Linked DNA regions of Sus scrofa: regions 1 and 3 are each linked to region 2. A link is a contact called in public Hi-C data. All regions are on one chromosome and are shown on one strand. The core of a region is the stretch at or near the end of the contact, and the rest is flanking DNA. Distances in the headings are between cores, read along the strand shown.

Region 1 (3,929 bases), core at 1,053-3,552, 320 kb before region 2:
AGCGGGTACCTATCCCCCCAAAACCAGCCGTCAACCCTGCGGAGCGCCCCCGCCAGCCAGAGCCCCACCGGGGACCCGCCAGAGGTGGACGTGGAGGCCGAGGCCAAACTCCCTGTGACTGGGCATCACTCCTCCGCGGCCCGGGGCGCAGCCCGGTCCTCCCGCAGCCCCTCGCCCCCGCCGCCCCTCAGCGCACGCCACCTCCCATCAGCTCCCCGGTTCACCCAGAAGCTGCGGAGCCAAGAAGTGGCAGAAGGAAGTCGCGTCTACCTGGAATGCAGAGTCACCGGAACCCCAGCTCCTCGGGTCAGGTAAGAGTCTTTTGTTACCGAGCAGATGATTGGCGTGGGTTTTTGGTCTTACGTGCCTGTGAAAGAAGATTCTGTTACCGAGCAAGGGCGGGCTGCCTGAAACACATGGGAGCCAATATTGTGGCCATGACTTTTGAGACAAGAAAGCACTTTATTGCCAGGTCGGCCAGCAAGGAGAGGAGAGGGACGGCTCAAGTCCGTCTGGGATCCCAGGATCAGGGTGGAATTTAAGGGTTTAGGGAACTTCAAGATTGGAAGCTGCCTTGCTCATCAGCTCTTGTAAGCGCCTCAGGCTGCTGGAGGTCAGGTTTCCCTCATTGAAGGATCCCCGCCTGCAGAAGGGCTCAGGTGGCAGCGTTTCTGTTTTTGGCAGTCGGTGGACTGAGGATGCTCGGTTAGTGTCATCCTGGAGGCGCGGTTCCCGCCTTGCGCATGTGCAGGGCCCTGGGTAAAGTAATTCCCGGCTTACGCAATCTCTGGTGGCAAATCAGCTTCAGCTGGTAGATGTCCTACGTGCTTCACTTTGTCAGGTCCTCCGTCTTGGGGTAAAGCCTGGTCTATCTGCTTCTTGCTGATGAGGGCCTAGGTTTTTATAAGGGAAATGAAATTATTGTGCAGTTATTTGTAAAAATTCCGGAGATCCACCTTGAACTCCTAAGTCTGAGCAATCAGCATATGAATGGTGAGGTAGTAAGTATGAATTTGAATGAATAAAAGGATTAAGTGTAAGATGCACGGAACTGTGACTCCCAGATTTTAACAGTCCTTTGAAAACAGACCGTAATCTTTTGGGGATCCATGAAAACGTGGTGTTTTTTAACATTTTGGTGATTGAATTTGGATTTACGTAGGCCTGGTCCAAACTATTGGACAGAAACAGTCTACTTTCGAGATGTCTGTTTCCTTCTCATCCTGGCCAGGGGGTGTCTTAGCTGCCCTATTTTCCTTTGACAAGTTTTCCTGTGATTTAAGTTCCCTGGGAGTGGTTACCCAAGGCGTGACTCAGCTTTACTGGAGAAAGTGACCTGAAGGACGCAATAGGGTCATTCCACATCCCATGGGGTGACATTGATCCTCAAGTGGCTGGTTTGTCCAAGTTCAAAGGAGCACCGGTCCCTAGCTTGTGCAGCTCAGGGGGACATCCACCAGAAATGTGAGGGGACTAGAAGCACATACCTGTGTAGAAGATAAGATGGCACCAAGAGTTGTGCACATTTTATCATATCTTGTTTGTTTGTTGCCATGTGAACAGTTTCAAGACACAGAGGTACTCCGTCTTAAGGAAGGTTGCCCACAGAACAGTAAGTGCTTAACTGGGGCTGCTTCCAGGGCTGCTCTGCCCCTCAGTGGGGGCAGTTGGTAAAACCTTATCCAAGTTATGTTGGTTTCTTGGCCTATTCTGGCTACTATCTTTTTAAAGGAGTGACTCATCCTTTCCCCCTTCCCTGTAGACTGAGAGTTACTAAATACAAGTGCGTGGGCTGGACACACAGTGAGGCCAAACAATACAGTTTGGAGCCAGGTTATTGCAGAGCCAGGCAGGGAGACTGGTGGTTTGTGTCCCACAAACCCCAAACTCCCCGAACAAAATCGTATAGCATTTTTAAAGACGGGGGAGGGGTCACAGGGTAAGTGACTGGCTTGCACACTATCCTCTGATTGGCTGATGGTAAGGTCACAGGGCTATGTCACAGGGGTTAACATTTTATGTGCTCCTGGTCATCAGCTAGTTAACATCTTCCCTTTGGTGGGGATTTTAGCATCTGTGAAGCAACTCAGGAATGTGCATCAGATACTGTCATCTGGGTGCTTCAGGAGGAGCTGGAGCAGACCCTGTGGGGGAGGGCCCTGCCCTGTTATAGGAGGTCCCCAGGGAGCATGAGCTTCCATCGTGTCTGGTCCAAGGGCCCCAGACCTCCTGGAGTCACCTTGGCTGCTAAAGCGCCTCCACCGTCACTTTGGCTTGAAAGAGGCAAATCCCAGAAGCCTTCTCTGCCTAGCCTGCACCCAGAAGCTTTCTCTGCCTAGCCTGTGCCCCTTCTGCAAAGGTGTCAAGAACACCAGCAAATATCTACCATGTCCCCAGCTCCTGGCAGAAGAGCATCTTCTCTGTCAGTCATCCCCTGGTTCTGCCCCTCGGGTCAGCACCCCTTTTGGTATGGGGGGTAGCCAGGTTTTAGGATGTTTCTGGCACAGATCAGGCAACTTTGTTTTATCCTTTGACTGGTCCTTTGCATTTGTGGACCAACAGTAAATTTCTGTAGCCAGTGAGTGATGGGTTGCCTCCTCCTGATGATGCTCCCTCCATGTAGATGAGTGATAATTCTTTCCATGAAGTGCTCAGGTATGAGCACTAGTCCTTGCTCATCTTAAATCCAGCCTGTGGGGTGTTTGGTGCTGATCACCACCTCGGTCTCCAGAGTCACCATGAAACCCCCACGTGGCTGCTCTCTCAGAATCCATTTCCAAAGCTGAGGCTTACCCAGGGATAGGTCCACACTCAGAACAGGTGGTTGGTCTTAGGATCTGGCGTTTAGTTCTGGCCACCTGCTTTGGTGCCTGATCAGCCAAATGATTCCCTTCAGTTGTGTAATTATCAGTCTTCTGATGGCCCAGGCAATGTCCTATGGCTGTATCTCCCAGCATTCTAACGGAGTCTGATAAGGCCAGGACCCCCTCTGATTGTTTTCCTCCTGAATCCAGTAGACCTCCTTTCCATATGGCCACCTACACACAAATGACAGAGAAGGCAAACTTGGAATCTGTGTAAATGGTCCCCTTTTCCTTAGCTGCACAGTGCGGGACTCTGTGGGAGCTATGAGGTCTGCCCTCTGGGAAGACGGATCTGCTGGCGGGCAGAGGTGGGGCATTCTGCTTCTGGGATTCCTGGTGAGTTACCTCTGCTCAGCCCAGCCTATGAACACTTCCACATCCAGATCCTTCCAAGGCTCATCAGCCAGGTCGCATGCTCTTCAACTGTTTGTACACAGGGGTGAACAGGCTCTCCTGTCATCTTGGGGAGGAATGTTGAGCTTAGAATGGACACCACCTTTCGCGTTACATTCAGTGCCTCAAGTATTTGCACAGCCTCCCAAAGTAAGCTGACACCTGCCCTTCTGTTCAAGTATGGTGTGCACAGTGGGAGGCTGGCCCAGGGGGCACTTTTCAGCCTCTTGTAAAAGGTCACGGTGGTAGGAACACCACAGAGGCAAACTGGCCACCCTTGAGTCTCATGCCCAGTTGTTTGGAAATGTAAGCTACTGGCCTTCTGGTGGCACCTAAACTCTGAATTAGTCTACAACACTCAACACCCTGTCTTTCATGCACAAAAACATCTGGGCAACCAAGTGCTGAGCGGTTCAGTTTCTCCTGATGGTGTGGAGCACATTATGGCAGCCGGGGTCCACGACGTGTGCCATTTCCTTTAGGAGCCTCTTACAGGGGTTCAACTCTGAGTCCAAAGCCAGGAATCCACTTATGACAACTCAGCCATTCCTAAGGATCCTCAAAACTGCCTTCTGGTGGTGGGTACAGTCACCCTGGCTAGTGCTTCTCTTCCATCTGGCAGTATGTTTCTTTGTCCTTTAGATGACTCAGATCCTAAATATTTTGCAGTTG
Region 2 (3,909 bases), core at 23-2,522:
CATGTCTTGGCTGCTGACAAGCATAAATAGTGCTGTGTGACAGAGTGACATTTAAACCCCATAAGCAGCAGCAGCCCATTTCTCCACCCAATTCTTTTTTTTTTTTTTTTTTTTTTTTTTTTGTCTTTTTGCCATTTCTTGGGCTGCTCCCGCGGCATATGGACGTTCCCAGGCTAGGGGTCAAATCGGAGCTGTAGCCATCGGCCTACGCCAGAACCACAGCAATGTGGATCCGAGCTGCATCTGCAACCTACACCACAGCTCATGGCAACACTGGATCTTTAACCCACTGAGCAAGGCCAGGGATCGAACCTGCAACCTCATGGTTCCTAGTCGGATTCATTAACCACTGAGCCACGACAGGAACTCCTCTACCCAATTCTTGGTGTGGGTTATCACTTGTTGCTATAAGAAGTCAGTAAGAGAAACATTTAACACTTCATAATCTCAACTTTATTAACAGCTGTTGTTGTATATAAAAGGATTTTGCCATTCTTATAATTTGTGAATTAAAGCATGATTTAAAAGAAGCATGACCTAAGTAGACATTGAAGAAATTCTCAGAGGTAAAAAGCTAAGTTTTTCAAGAGATGTTTATCCCAAAAGCGAAACATCAGCTGGTGCTGATCCCCAGCTTCCTTGATGTTCTTTGGTACCTTAATTTGTTCCCACATCATACAAGGATTTGGGTTTGAGAGGGAGATGAGTACACCTCTTTTCCCTGGTACACTGGCCTCCACGATGTGCGGTGCCCGCAGCAGAGGGGGAAAGGCTGACAAGAAAGGAATCGGTAATGAGAGGCAGATGGCACACTCTCCCGAGCAGGGGACGTCATTACCGATTTCGGCCAAGAGAAGGGGCGAGAAGCAGGGGAGGGGGAGATCCTGATGGCCAGCAGATGACTTTATAGGATACTCTTCCCCTGGGGCTAGCCTTTGGGGAATAAGAAACACATTGGATAATGTTGGTTGTCCTGTTTCCTCTTGGGATAGAACACAGCACTGGGCGAGTGCTGCCCCGGGGGTCACCCCGAGAGACAAGCAGTCACACAGCTTGGTGGAGTAACAAGGAGTTGTGCACGTTGCACCAAATCTGTGCCAAAGTGAGGGCCACAGTCGCCGCCTCTTCCAGCCTCTAATCCCATCTTTTAAGACACAGCCCAATCTAAATGTGCGTGTTTGGCCTTGTTTTGCTGCATTGCTAGGTTACCGTCTTGCACTGGGGTTTTGGACCGGCTGCTGTGCTCAGCTGGATGCTGGATGCTTCCTGGAATTGCATTGTGTACCAGAGGCAGGCCTTCCTGAGAGAGCTGAGAGTTAGGGTTTAAAAATGGGGAGATGGAGGTAAATAATCACCACGTAAATAATCAGCCTCGCCTGAGGCACTGGGTGTAACAGAACCACTTTAAGGATTCAATTTTAGGACTTTGTACTGTGGTTTTAAACGCTGTGGGCTGGCTGGGAACAGAAAAGCAGCAAGCAGCTGAGTTAAATTTAAAAGGCCGGTTAATGGTGTGTTTGCTTCAGCTTTGTAAGGTTTCCTGGCTTTTTCCAAGCTTCACTGACGTTCGCTTCCATGATTCCTTCATACGGTGATAATAAAGCAAGAAGAAATGGGACCGTTGAAGTGAACAGTGAGCGTCAAGGTGCCCCAGAGCCGGATTGACTATGGCCCCTAGGTTCTCGATTTAAATTGCTGAATGCTTATTTTGGATGCTCTTCCTCAGAAAACGTTCAGACCTAAAAATCTGAACTTAGAGTTGTGCATATTGGAGGCATCTTTTCAAAAATGCTTCACTGAATTCTGGATTTAAAATGTCAAAATTATACACATGTTAGTTTAGATGCTTTCTAAATATTCCTGTTCACTTACTGGTTAGGAATATATTTGGGCAATAATAGTATATCATCAGATGAGCAACTATCCCTTCTGAATTCTAGGCCTTCCCCCTTTCTGTTTAGAAGTGAAGGATAGTGCAGGAATAAAAAGGTGACGAGTGATATATACTCCTTTTTTTTAAGTTTGGGATGTTCAGGAACTAGCCTGTGGTGGTATTTGTCCATATGGTTCTAAGCAGTAGCACTGAGAGCCCTAAAGTCATGGTAGAAACATGCCATCTATGCAGAGCTGCCTGCCAGCCTGTTCACCCTGTTTAGAGAGGGAGAGAAGGCAGGGTATGTCCCCAGCAGGGGCGGTGGTTGGGGTTCAGTGGGACACTCCTGCTGGACCTCAGGCATGGCCGTCACGTAACAGACATGAGGGATGTGCCTGTGTGTGGTGTCCTGCGCAGTGTGGGGCAGAAAGGCAGATCTGCTCATCGCACACCCCACCCACCTCCTGTTAAGAGAGCCTTGCTTTTCCTCTGGAGTAAATTACATCCTGATACCAAAAAGAGGAAGAAAACTCCATTACGTGTGAAAAAAATTGCATCAAGAAAACAGTTCGTATCCATCTGGTTGTTGTTACAATGACATCTGTATCCAGTGCTGTAATAACGTAATCCCCTGAGCATTTATTATGTGCCAGACACAGGACCAAGCACTTTTAGCCCATTTAGTCACCCTGAGAGCCCCTCCCCCAGGTGATCAGGAGGGTCCTGTTTGACGAATGAGGACCCTCCCTTGGGAGTCTGTTACCTGCCCTCGGTCATTCCACTGGCAGGGCCAGAACCAAGGGCAGAGGGGATGCCAGTCATAAGAGCTCTCTGAAGGAATCAAACAAGGTAAGAGCAAACTGCAGGCAAAATATGTCTACTTGAAAATTACACTGGAGGAGTTCCCGTCGTGGCGCAGTGGTTAACGAATCTGACTAGGAACCATGAGGTTGCGGGTTCAGTCCCTGCCCTTGCTCAGCGGGTTAACGATCGGTTGTTGCCGTGAACTGTGGTGTAGGTTGTAGACGCGGCTCAGATCCTGCATTGCTGTGGCTCTGGCGTAGGCCGGCGGCTATAGCTCCAATTAGACCCCTAGCCTGGGAACCTCCATATGCTGCGGGAGTGGCCCAAGAAAAGGCAAAAAGACAAAAAAAAAAAAAAAAGAAAAGAAAATTACGATGGAGTCAGCCATGGGGCTGGGCACCTAAAAATCACCTGTGCCCACCTGGTGTCAGACCCATAGCAACACAGTACCAGCAGCACCAGTGTGGCATTGGGTACATTTGATATTTCCAAGAGCATTGTAGCTTATATCTTTTAATCTCAGCAGCATCTTTGTGAGGTATGATGCTGCAGCTTTGACCAAAGGAAAAACAAGGCTTGAGCAAATCAAGAAGTTCCCGTTGTGGCTCAGTGGGCTAAGAACCTGACTAGTATCCATAATGATGCAGGTTCAATCCCTGGCCTCACTCAGTGGGTTAAGGGTCTGGTGTTACAGTGAGCTGCAGAGTAAATCACAGACACAGCTACTGCTTCATTCAACCCCTAGCCTGGGAACTTCCATATGCTTCAGGTGCAGCCCTAAAAAGAAAAGAAAAAAAAAAACCCTCATTCCAGGTTGTTTTTTTTTTTTTTTTTTAAGCAGCCAAGATCTGCTTCCCCAAATTCAGGGTTAAAGGTTGAACTTAACTTAGACCTTATTCTAACTACATAATGATTCATTTTAACCTCCTTTGTGGATCCTCTGGACTTTATACCACGAAGGAAAAATCTACCCAAATTATGTAAATCTATTTTAATCTCTCCCAATTAAAATTATTTGCTGAACGAGCAAAGCAAATAGTAAGGAAAGCAACTTTTATGGTAACTTTATATATGGTGTATAATCTGTAGAAATACTGACTCACTCTTTTACACCAGAAACTACTGTAACATTGTTAAGTCAACTATACTTCAGACGAGGCTGGGTGTGTTTGGCGGGGTGGCTGTAAGCCAGTCCAGCTTTACTTCAAGTAAAAAATTTTTAAAAGAGAGGA
Region 3 (3,907 bases), core at 411-2,910, 410 kb before region 2:
ATTTTTCATTATAAAATAAAAGGCAGAGAGGGAAACCGACTTTAATGTCTTTCACCGGAATCGCAGAACTCACCATTGAATTGACACTTTGTCCTGTCATAATCGTCACTGAGGGGTTTGTGGGAATGCCAGTGCACAAGTTCATCAAATTCCTTCTGTTTGACCAGTGAAGTTACAACAGGATCATCACTGTGAGACAAAAAGATATACATGCATGGCTTAAACTGCATGCCTCCAAATATAGCATAGCAAAGGTTTCACTTTCAATAATTAAAAGAAAAAAATCATAGCCAGCTTCTTCTTTCTGTGATATAATGTTGGTGCTAGAATCAAAGAGCAGTTACTAGAGGCTTAAGAACTCAAAAAAAACAACCATTTCTCTAACAGCATCATCAACATCAATAAATATTCATCCTTTGATGAATCAATTAAAAACATGCAGCTGGAATGATTTCACTCTAAGATTCAAACTGTTGATTTTAACCTAGTTACGATCAAAGGACATTAATAAATTTGACATTAAACTCATGTCTTACAAACACATGTTACATCTAATATACCCTATTTATAAATAACCTGTCATAATTCATAGAATCTCTATGAGTAATTCATCCATTCCATCTGGGTATTGACCGAAACACTTCAGGCCCCATACCTCGTTAGGAAAGGCAAATCTTTCAAAATGTCTCCAACAAAATTATCAACCACCTGACATGACATTGGAATAAAACCCAAACTAGGCATCTTTTCCATGGAGGTATCTGTAAAAAAGGAAAAATTACGGCAAAGTCAAATGTAAACTTTCATACAGAAACGTGAAATGTTATTTCTAAAACTTTACATTAAAAGACACATTTTTTATTGATCTTATTTACATTAATCAATTCCAGCCCTTCCCACAAAGCTATTTCCCATATTAAAACATCCTGGAAACAGCAGAATATAAAGAAATAAGCAGTATGTAGGCATGTAAGTAGGAAGATGGGTGGATGGATGGATGGATAAGATAGACAGAAACACCCTTATGATTCCTCTTTTCAAATGTTTATTCCTTTTCTTATTTCCTGTTATGAAACAAGGAATTGAATATAGAAATCTCAGATTTCTTACATTCACACTTTTATGAAAATAAAAAAGAAGTAGGGGACCATCCCGATGGCAATGTCATTATGTCCTTTCATTACAGTCTTGTCTCACATCCTTTTTGATACCACATGCATGTACACATGCAGATGACAGATGAATTTCGTATGTGACAGCACTGATCAGATTTTGAACCTCTTCACTGATAGTATTTTCATTTCTACAATTTTGGTCATTTTAAAATGTGAATGATGTTTTACACAATTTTGTATTTTCTTATTTTAGTTCTTTAAGCATTTTTTATACACACACATAATATATGCTACTTCTGAAAATTACAAAATTTGAAATCCCTTAAGAGATTTCATTCTATAGCTACTATCCTTCTTGGGGCTTGTTTCTCTGCTGTTTCATACATTTGCATTTGCACCCATATTTTGCAGAAGCTCTTGTAAAACCAGGGTTTAGGACTTTGTTTCTCTTCAGAGAATGCGCCAGAGTCCTTAGATCACTTAGGTTATCTTCTGGCTTAGAATGGTCTGGACTTTGCTAACAGAGAAAACTGAAACCCAGATTCTTGGGAGAGCAGGCCTATAATTAGAAATTCTTGGAGTTACCCAGAGATCAGCCTCTCCCTTCACTTTCAGCTCCTGCAATTTCCCTCCCATTGTTTTGAGTTTAGCTATGACTTTACAAAAAGATGTTTGGTGTCTCTTACCTAACATTTCCATCATTACCTGCAAGAGATTCTTCACTAGACCTACACTTTATATTGATAGAAATGGAAGTCACATATCTCACTTTTTATAAGTGGTAACAATATTAGTTACAAGCAACACATATCACTGTTCAAAATTATAGTCAAAGCATTATCACCCCAAGGACATGACAATATAGGTAATTTTAAGTGCATAACACCAAAAATGTATTTATACTTGCAACACTTAGTGGTGCTTTCAAAACATTCCCAGGGGAATGAGGCTTTTATTCGAAATTAATTTAGAGACTTATTGCCTTTGATTGGTGATGGGTTCTTCTTAAGAAAAGGACGTTTTGTTGTTCTCAGAGGAAATGGCTTTCCAACATCAAATGGTCTGACCAACTTTGATACAGTATCCCAGAGATGTTCATAATCTTTCGTAATGACATTTCCCAAATGCAGGCCTGTATAAATAGTTAAAAATGGTAATCACCAAAAGTCATTCACATATACACAGAAGCACACATTTTGACTAAATTCAGAGAACTTTGAAATACTTCTCAAATAGTGAATTTTTTCAGGGATTTCCACATGGAACCTAAAGGAAAATGGTTCCAATGTTGACTGTGAGACTGTAGACTCTAAAATTTATCCAGTTTCCCTGGTTGATAACTAAGTATTAGAAGTATAATTATTTTAACTAACAATAACAGATGGTGAATATTTATTCTTCAAGGTAATAAAAATGTTACATCACACACAACTTTACTAATAGTAAAGTAACTTTACTTATATTCAAAAATGAGACTATCTGGAGAGGATTGCTCAATTTACTTGTAGCTAATTCATGCTAATGCTTGCAGTCTGCAAGAACCAAACCTTGGAGGTCAGAGAAATTTCAATAATACCGAGTTATAGTTCTCTCCAAATGTGTTTTCTTTGACTACTAATAGATTGTAGAAAATCTAATAAAATGATCCAAAGGAAAAAAATTCATTATAAACAACAATACACAATTCAGCTTCATCTCTGGAAAAAATTACAATCCCCTACCTAACAGTAATAGGATGATTACATTAATTAGAGTGAATATTATGAAAAAATGTTATGTGTATATGTAAATGAAAAATTCAACTGTTAAAGTTATTTGGAAATGCCAAGTTCCCAAACATATTTTTTCCAAAAAATACTTGTGGAGTAATACTAAGTGAAAATGTTTTGAAATATAATACTCACTCTGATTGCAACTAAGTAAAACTTATACACAGGTATAAACAAACATTTGAAAGAAAATGATTGCTATGTTATATGTTGGAAGTATAAGAGAATGATTTTAAAGTTTTAAATCCTTTATAATGTTTATCTCTGTATAAAAATATAATTATTGTAATATACAATGGTGGTACCTTGAGCATTTTCATTTTCATAGTAAAATGCTATATTCTTCAACAAAAGCTCATCACTTAAGTCAGAAAGGTGAGTTAAATCCAGATTCCAAGATTCCGAAATATTCACATCACTTAGGATGAAATAGTCGCAACACTTTTTCTGAAAATTGGAAATAAAAACCAAGTTACTGACAACTGTTACATTAGCAATACGCTATAATATGACTTCAAACATGTCAATAATTCAACCAACAGGCAAGTGGCCAGGCTCCCTCTCTCCTATCCAAATGAGCCATACCAGGTTGAGAAATAATGAATGCTCTACAGCTTGAAAGACTAGAGCTAAAATGCGATCAAACTAACTAAATTCAACACAGTTCTTTATTCTGAATCATAGAAATCCATATTTGACTTTTTTTTTTTTTTTTTGGTCTTTTTAGGGCTGCACCCAAGGCACATGGAGGTTCCCAGGCTAGGGATAGAATCAAAACTGTAGCCGCTGGCCTACACCACAGCCACAGCAACGCCAGATCCAAGCTGCGCCTGCGACCTACACCACGGCTCATGGCAACGCCAGATCCTTAACCCACTGAGGGAGGCCAGGGATTGAACCTAGTCACATTCGTTTCCACTGAGCCATGATGGGAACTCCCATATTTGACTCTTAATAATGATTTTTTTCTCTCGCTGTAACCCACAGATACAAGACCACAGAAATACTGCTTTCAAATGTTCC

Evidence for each region. A called contact is a pair of places that touch in the nucleus more often than the background predicts.
Region 1: a contact with region 2 is called in a Hi-C map of omental adipose tissue, with 2.4 times the contacts expected there. The contact joins two enhancer-like sites. A contact is called at or near these places in 2 of 5 promoter capture datasets (fetal skeletal muscle and liver), 24 of 47 Hi-C or Micro-C datasets (adipose tissue, alveolar macrophages, brain and 12 more) and 1 of 2 datasets of contacts at active chromatin or transcription factors (skeletal muscle).
Region 3: a contact with region 2 is called in a Hi-C map of skeletal muscle, with 2.6 times the contacts expected there. The contact joins two enhancer-like sites. A contact is called at or near these places in 2 of 47 Hi-C or Micro-C datasets (fetal skeletal muscle and skeletal muscle).

Annotation. Positions count from the first base shown.
Region 1 is chr14:21,007,299-21,011,227 of Sscrofa11.1, reverse strand. It overlaps PALLD (palladin), which reads left to right. Exons shown (of 23, transcript XM_021073311.1): 2 at 1-311. LOC110256756 (a long non-coding RNA gene) reads right to left here. Exons shown (of 2, transcript XR_002338685.1): 1 at 271-3,929. Among named protein-coding and RNA genes, the nearest start is that of PALLD, 11 kb to the left of the region's middle. Within about 2 kb of position 2,302, at least 11 of the 83 cell types and tissues checked have an H3K27ac peak or open chromatin away from gene starts, as enhancers often do. A contact at or near this core is called in omental adipose tissue and skeletal muscle, where this site is marked.
Region 2 is chr14:20,691,059-20,694,967 of Sscrofa11.1, reverse strand. The region is part of intron 16 of PALLD (palladin); the gene reads left to right. Among named protein-coding and RNA genes, the nearest start is that of CBR4, 71 kb to the right of the region's middle. Within about 2 kb of position 1,272, at least 29 of the 83 cell types and tissues checked have an H3K27ac peak or open chromatin away from gene starts, as enhancers often do. A contact at or near this core is called in omental adipose tissue and skeletal muscle, where this site is marked.
Region 3 is chr14:21,103,189-21,107,095 of Sscrofa11.1, reverse strand. It overlaps DDX60 (probable ATP-dependent RNA helicase DDX60), which reads right to left. Exons shown (of 39, transcript XM_021072214.1): 10 at 3,190-3,331; 11 at 2,098-2,247; 12 at 656-761; 13 at 74-189. Among named protein-coding and RNA genes, the nearest start is that of DDX60, 28 kb to the right of the region's middle. Within about 2 kb of position 1,660, at least 2 of the 83 cell types and tissues checked have an H3K27ac peak or open chromatin away from gene starts, as enhancers often do. A contact at or near this core is called in skeletal muscle, where this site is marked.